Regions from separate parts of the Hordeum vulgare genome. Here region 1 is linked to region 2. Evidence: chromatin contacts called from public Hi-C data. All regions are on one chromosome and are shown on one strand. The core of a region is the stretch at or near the end of the contact, and the rest is flanking DNA. Distances in the headings are between cores, read along the strand shown. Region 1 holds the start of LOC123409249 (dihydrolipoyl dehydrogenase 1, mitochondrial-like). Region 2 holds the start of LOC123409055 (L-type lectin-domain containing receptor kinase VIII.1-like).

Region 1 (3,890 bases), core at 1,227-3,726, 280 kb after region 2:
TTCCTGTGGCAATTATTATATCTACACAGACTAGCTTCTACGTAGTAGTACATGAACACCAATTCCATTCACATTCTTGGGAGAGACTGACCATGTTTCTTTATAATATGGATATTAGATGAAACAAAATCACATTGTGTTGTATAACTTGCTAAATTTTGTTTTGGATCGAGGAACATTTAGTGACTATATCCACACGTGACAGATGGGTTTTCACTTAGTTGTTACATAGTTACTTCAAAGCTGATTACAGTGAGAAAAAAAAAGAAGGGGAAGATAATATAATAATTTTTGGGTGTCGATCCTGTATAGGAATGTTTTGGACCTAAGATGCAAATAGACCCTTACACTGCTTCTTGTTGGACTAACAACTTCTTGTTATACTAATACACCAATGAATAGATTAGAAAATTTGTATATTTATTACTTTCTGTGTTGAAGAAATATATATTTCATTGTTTCCTACCTCTTACATTTGAAGTAGGCTTATATAGCATTAACAATCCAGCTAGCACCTTGTTCAGTAGTTAAGTTGTTGCAGATAAAATTTAAAATGCAGAAAAATTAATAAAATCCCAGCTATATCCCTACAATGCAGATCTTCTTCTTCCTTGGTTTTGTTTTATTCATGGCAGTCATGAAGCTTAAATTAGCACTGGGTAACCAAGGTGAATTTCTGTGAAGAATAACATGACAAGGTTAAATTGAAGGAACAAATTTTTTCAAGCTCAGTTTTCATCCATGACAAATAACTTCTCAAGTGTTACTATAACCTAGTACTGGTTTCATCCAATGTGATCGTCATTTTTTCGGCCTAAAATGCAGCATAAGAATGATCAGGTCAATATGGAATTATGGAGAGAAGCTCAGCTGTACGGTGATATCCAGTTTATGCCATTTGTTGACTACTATACCTTGATCACTCTGAAGACTGTTGCAATTTGTATGTTTGGGGTATGTATTCTCTTTCAGGTTTGCAGCTTATAAGAACTTCATTTTCCTTGCTCTGTAGACCATAACTAGATCTTCAAATACTCCAAAATTACAATGGTTTTTGGAAGACCACGGTTTATTAACTTATGTTATTTACTGGATACAAACACCTTTGTTATGGTTTACTTATTATACATGTTGTATGTGTTAAGTAAACCTGAAATCACCATGGTTTAGCGCCTTCTCAAATTCCAGATATGGGCTATAGCCTGTATCTACTATCTAGCAATATATTCACATCCTGGTAACATAAACTTATATTTTGTCTACAAATTTGCAGACCAAAATTATGCCTGCAAAGTACATCATGAAAACAGATGACGATGCTTTTGTTAGGATTGATGAAGTCATGTCTAGCCTGAAGAAGAGCAACCCCCGTGGTCTTTTGTATGGTCTTATGTCTTTCCAGTCTTCACCACACAGAGACAAGGATAGCAAGTGGTTTATCAGTCCAAAGGTACGGCATGTTTCCAGTTACCCTGCCCTGCACGCAGATATCATTCTTAGGCTGCTTTTCTTACCCCCGAGGAACGCAGGAATGGCCTGTTGAAACATATCCGCCATGGGCTCATGGTCCGGGATACATAATTTCAAGGGACATTGCTAAGTTTGTGGTTCGAGGTCACCTAGAGCGAACGCTTCAGGTTCGAAGATAAACCAACTCGCATCGCAATGCGTTCATAAACTTCTTTCTTGTGTTTACCCATCGACAACTCTCTTGATTTTCCTCGTTGCTGCCTCAGCTATTTAAGCTTGAGGATGTGGCGATGGGAATATGGATCCAGCAATACAAAGAGAGCGGCCAGGAAGTGAACTACGCCAACGACGAGCGCTTCTACAACGAAGGATGCGATTCTGATTACGTGCTCGCCCACTATCAGAGCCCGAGGCTCATGCTGTGCTTGTGGGAGAAGCTCCAGAAGGAATCTCAAGCAGTGTGCTGTGAATAACTTTGGATGGGGCCGTCCGAGCAAGGACGTGGTAGATTAGTTAGTCTTGTTTGTTGTTGTTGTTGTTGTTGTTGTTGTTGTTGTTGTTGTTGTTGTTGTAGTATGCTGTGGGAAGTAGGCGTGTAACAGTTGTAACGATCGGCGATCATCTTTTTTTGGTCTGATCAACGGTTTCGTTTCACGGAAGAGAGAGTGTTGGTCCATGTAAAATACGTCTGTTGTTCTCATACGAGTCTTTGAAAGATATGAAATACTTACAAATTAGAGATCTCGAGCATTCCATATGCTTGTTCCCAGCGACGAAGTTAATGGCAAATAAAACCATGTGCATAACTTCAATTTATAACCTGAGTAGATTTTTCCCTTTCTTTTTGAAATGCCTCTGTTGGAACAGATTGATCGAATGAGAAGCATGTGATTTTCTTTAGTGGTTGTGATAGAGATGTAGAGATAGCAAAATGAATTGACTTGTGGGGGCAGAGCCTCCCCAGGATCCCAGCAGTGGTCTACAAATGCTTGCAGCGGGCAGCGGCATATCCTCTGCAGGATTGGGCGCTGGCTCACAGCCAGCGACTTCCCTCTCGGCCCAACGTACGGCCCGGTAGCACAGAGAACGAAGAAATAGTAACTTTTATTTATCGAGCAGACCACGCCATAGGCGCCTCCCATTTGTTCCTCCTCCTCAGAAAGCGCGCAAGGAGAGGGAGAGATGGCGCTGGCTATCCTGGCGAGGCGGAGGGCGGCGGAGGCCGTGGCGCGGCGGGCGCACGCCCCCGGGGCGGCGGCGCTGTCGGCGTGGAGGGCGTACGCGGCGGCGGCGGCGGCGGAGGAGAGCGACGTCGTGGTGGTCGGCGGCGGCCCGGGCGGGTACGTGGCGGCCATCAAGGCGGCGCAGCTGGGGCTCAAGACCACCTGCATCGAGAAGCGGGGCACCCTCGGCGGGACCTGCCTCAACGTCGGGTGCATCCCCTCCAAGGTGATTCATTGACTGACTGACGACGCCCTCCCCATTTGTTTGTGTGATGCATGGCTATTAGTTAGCCTCTTGTCGTTCCTTGTAGCTCGTGTGGTGTTGCTTTTTCTATTATGAAATTGATGCGAGTTTGGTTGGTTCTCGTTGCCTTGGCGGCCTTGGGTAACAACTAACAAGGCTTATATATATTTGTTATTCCAACTTCTAGTAAGCATCGTCTGAGCAGATTATTTTTGTTTGCTTTATAGCTAACTCTGGTTCCAGTTAGATTTTGCACCCTTATAAATTCTGTATACACGCACTTGCGAGGGCTTCATCTGCAATCAGTTAAACGGGTCTATTTTTTTTTTTTTTTGCCTTGTCAACAGAATTTATAGTAGGAGTACGTCCTAAATGGCGAAGGGTTTTCCACACTTATCCCCCCAAACAGTTGACCAGAACACTGTTCCTGCTGAAACAAAAGCATTAAGTCAAATCTTTATATGTGAGAGTGAAACATCTTTGTACTACTCCCTCCGTCCCAAAATAACTGTCTTAACTTTGTACTAGCTCTAGTATAAAATTATACTAAGCTTAAGACACTTATTTTGGGACGGAGGGAGTACATGTTTATCCTTCCTATATTTCAAATATATGATTTAAGCTATACTACAATACAAGCTAAACTTACTCTTGTTCGACATAAACATCTACACGGTAACTCAACTTCTCATAAGGTAGGAAGATTGGCTAGGAAGTGACGTAGTGGGGATAGATGGAGAAGTTAGATGGGTAGGGATGGCAACTAGCCAACTACTCCCTCCGTTTTTAAATACAAGCCCTATTAAAATCTTTAAAAGGGCTTATATTTAAAAACGGAGGGAGTAGAACGGAAAGAGTTCATTTCTTGCTTCCCTCTTACAATAGGATACATCCCCCATATGAACCTTCTAAGTCGATTACACTGAACAGCAAGTCCAGTTTGTAACAGCTGG
Region 2 (3,383 bases), core at 752-3,251:
TCGCCGGAGGGGGCGCTACCGGCGGCGGCTTGGACGGCGCCGGGGAAGGCGGCGACGGGGTAGAGAAGCTCCACCACTCGATGGCGTGGATCTCCGTGCTCCCCTGCGTGGACGCGGAGAACCCGACGAAAGCCTGCTCCTTGACATAGCCCGCCAGATCGACGGGCGTGGACAGAACCGGCGCCGCGGGCCGCTTGGCCGAGTAGGACACGAAGACATCCATGGCCTTCCCCGGCGAGTATTCAATCCAGGCGTACACGGTCCGCCCGCTGGTGAGCTCGACCCCGGCCAAGCCCAGATCGGCGGCGGCGGCGGAGACCATGCTGCCGAGATCGACGCCGACGTGGTTCCCGTTGACGTCGCCGAACTCGAGGTCCATGAGCGTGTCGAACTCGACGGCGACGTCGGCGGCGGGGTCGAGCCCGATGAACGCCCCGGCGTCGCCGACGGAGGCGGCGTCGGGGGCGACGACGAAGGCCAGCCCGCCGCCGACGGAGCCCCGGTTGAGCGTGGTGACGGTGAATGCGAAGCTGGTGGAGAATCCCGCGAGGAGGCGCACGGGGGCCGCGTAGAGCGCGCGGCCCGATGCCGAGGTGGGCACCGGCAGGTCCCGCGTGAGGCGGATGGTGTTGTTGTTGAGGTGCGCGTCGCCGAGCAGCTCGAGCGTGGCGAGGGTGAGGGTCGCGTAGTCGAAACGCACCGCGGCGGCGTCAGCGAGGAGGAGGAGGAGGAGGGTGGTGAGCAGGATGAGGGGCGGAGGAGGGGCGGTCGTGGTGAGCGTGGCCATTGCGGGCGGCATTGGAGGTGGCGTGGGGATTGCGAGACATTTACATGGGCTGGAGCGCGGGGGGGAGTGAGCTGAGCTGAGGCCGACCGGGAGAGAGTAGGTGAGGTGGGAGATGAGGCGGGGACACGTGCGCGCGACCTGGGTGGCCGTGGCGTTGTGGCGAGGCAACGGTAGGGTGGAGGAGGAGAGCGGTGCGGTGGCCGCGGGTGGCGGAGTCAGAGTGGTGGGGGGAGCGCGCGCGTGAGCAGCTGAGGCCGAAACCAACACCATTCAGCACCAACAAGCAGCACAGCAGTAGTGCAGTAGGATCATGCGCAGCGATGCGGACGCATTGCTCGGCTTGCCTTCGCCTCTCATCTCTATCCTGTATGCCATATTGTTGTTTTAGCCTGTGGATCTTTTTACCTTGACTCGTGGAAAGTACTCACGGTGCAAGTCCGCACTGACGCCTGCTGTCGCCACAGCTTTAGTGAGGGTGATAATTGCTCATCAGTACCGATCTCCATGCATCACTAGGAACGGAGGGCACTCATGTACTGCTTGATGACAGGAGCGGGCACTGCTTAGACAAGACCAATTTACAACTTACCACAGGTGACGAGTCGACGCAAGTATATGCACAAAACCACAACGTAGTACGTACAGTACAAAAATTGGCAGCAGAACTCTCTCGGATATCGCAACAGGCAGGTTTACATTTTTAACAAAGCATACTTGTTAATGCACAGGCCTGCTCCTGTGACACCAGTACCGAGATAGAAATGATCATGCTTACCATCAGAGGCGGCGATGAAACATCCGCTCCCTTGTTGGCTCGAGTTTATCAATCAACCCGCTGAAGCACGCATGCCACAGCTCTTGGTTCAACTGAGGTTATGCCGGCATGACAACTCCGAAGAAAATACAACTTCTCATGCACCAAGTAAACACTGAAGGGCTCTGTTTATTGACCGCCGCTCCAGAAATAACAATTTATTCTCCATCGAACATCAAGGTAACGAACATCTAGATTACATTTAAAAAAACATCTAGATTAGCGCCTCAAACCCTAAATACAATGATGGTACACGCAAACACCCACATGTATAGTCATCTACTAGGATGGCCTCCCTATTCCCCCTTATGTCCAGTAAAGAAGGTCAAAAAATGTACAAACTGCTCCAGTAGTAACATTAAAGCCTTGATCCCCAGTCAGAAAATTTTCTATACCAACCTAACAGGAATAGGAATACATAAGTGGTGACCTTTAATAATAACTCCCTCCGTCTGAAAATACTTATCATAAGAATGGATGTATCTAGATTAGCGGTGACCTATAATAATAATTTCGGACGAAGGGAGTACATGAACAGGTAAATAAATATATGCATGAAATCATGTTAAATAATCTAGTTCAAAAAACTCCATGAATTCCTGTGCTATTTTACCCTATGGCTTCACCGCTAGATCCTCAATAATACATTAGCATACAAAGAAGAGAGATTCTTGTTACAGTTTTACCACTTAGTCAAATAGCTTTGTCATACAGTCCAAGATTTAAAAAAAATACTGACTGTTTCTTCTGCTAGCCAATCTACCAGCAAAATTTTAAAAATCAAGGGAATAAAAACTAACAGGCTAACATGGAAGTTCAGAAGCAAACCAAAGCATAAAGAATCTTTAGAAGAACATATTTATCCGCTTCATTTTACACAACAAACAAGAATTGGCAGCAAACTTTTGTTCTACTTAGTGCTTTACTTTGGAACTAACAAGAATTAGCAGCAGACTTTGGTTCTACTTCCTCAGTTCCTCAATATAAGTCCTTTTAGAGATTTCATTAGGGGACTACATACGGAGCAAAATAAGTGTATCTACACTCTAAAGTATGTTTATACACCCGTATATAGTATTTTAGTGAAAACTTTTAAAAAACTTATATTTAGAAACGAAGAGAGTACTTATCATGCTTTACTTTGGAGCTTCTGCTTTCTATTTGGACTACGTTGCATGCCATTTTGGATCAGTGAGTGCAAAGGGGACACTGCAGATCAGATCAGTGGGTGCAAAGGGGAGGGCGTAAATAGTTTACCTTTTGTTCTTAGATGATTTGGATCGTACTACTAGTGTGCTCAGGACGAGGAGCGGTCTGTTACTCTGTTGCGAGCTTTTACGGCCGTGGCGTTTTTCCTCGTGCGATGCGGTCCAGGTGCGGGTGCGACGACGCCGACTGCCGCGCCACCCACCGGTCTGCTGTAGCCGTCACGGCGGCGGCGGCGGCGCGACCCATGCCCGTCGACTGCAACGGTAGGAAACGCGGCGCGCGAGCGGGGGCGGGGGGCCGGGGCCGGTGGCCCGTCGTGGACCGGCGAGGTGGTGTGGCGGGCGCACGCTGGCCACGTATGTGCGTGCGTGGATGGGCATGGACTAGATTTCGCGAGGCTGAGCTGGATCGGGCACGTGAACAGCTGGATGGAAAGGATATCCATGCGTCGCCCACGTAAGCAGATGGTTCGGGTTAACCTGGTCTTAAGGGTGTTTTGTTTAAAAAAAATCAAACATGAAGGACTTTTAAAGATTAAAAGTGGGCACTTTGAGACTAAAAGAAAGAAGTTTC

The links. A called contact is a pair of places that touch in the nucleus more often than the background predicts.
Region 1: a Hi-C map of seedling shows a contact between it and region 2, with 5 times the contacts expected there. The contact joins the promoter of LOC123409249 here to the promoter of LOC123409055 in region 2. A contact is called at or near these places in 2 of 6 Hi-C or Micro-C datasets (leaf and seedling).

The regions. Positions count from the first base shown.
Region 1 is chr1H:38,009,384-38,013,273 of MorexV3_pseudomolecules_assembly, forward strand. It overlaps LOC123409249 (dihydrolipoyl dehydrogenase 1, mitochondrial-like), which reads left to right and starts at 2,477. Exons shown (of 2, transcript XM_045102226.1): 1 at 2,477-2,919. The coding sequence starts at 2,653. LOC123409150 (hydroxyproline O-galactosyltransferase GALT3) reads left to right here. Exons shown (of 7, transcript XM_045102149.1): 4 at 826-954; 5 at 1,274-1,450; 6 at 1,530-1,637; 7 at 1,737-2,211. The coding sequence ends at 1,943.
Region 2 is chr1H:37,731,398-37,734,780 of MorexV3_pseudomolecules_assembly, forward strand. LOC123409055 (L-type lectin-domain containing receptor kinase VIII.1-like) reads right to left here and starts at 2,002. Exons shown (of 1, transcript XM_045102074.1): 1 at 1-2,002. The coding sequence starts at 1,057.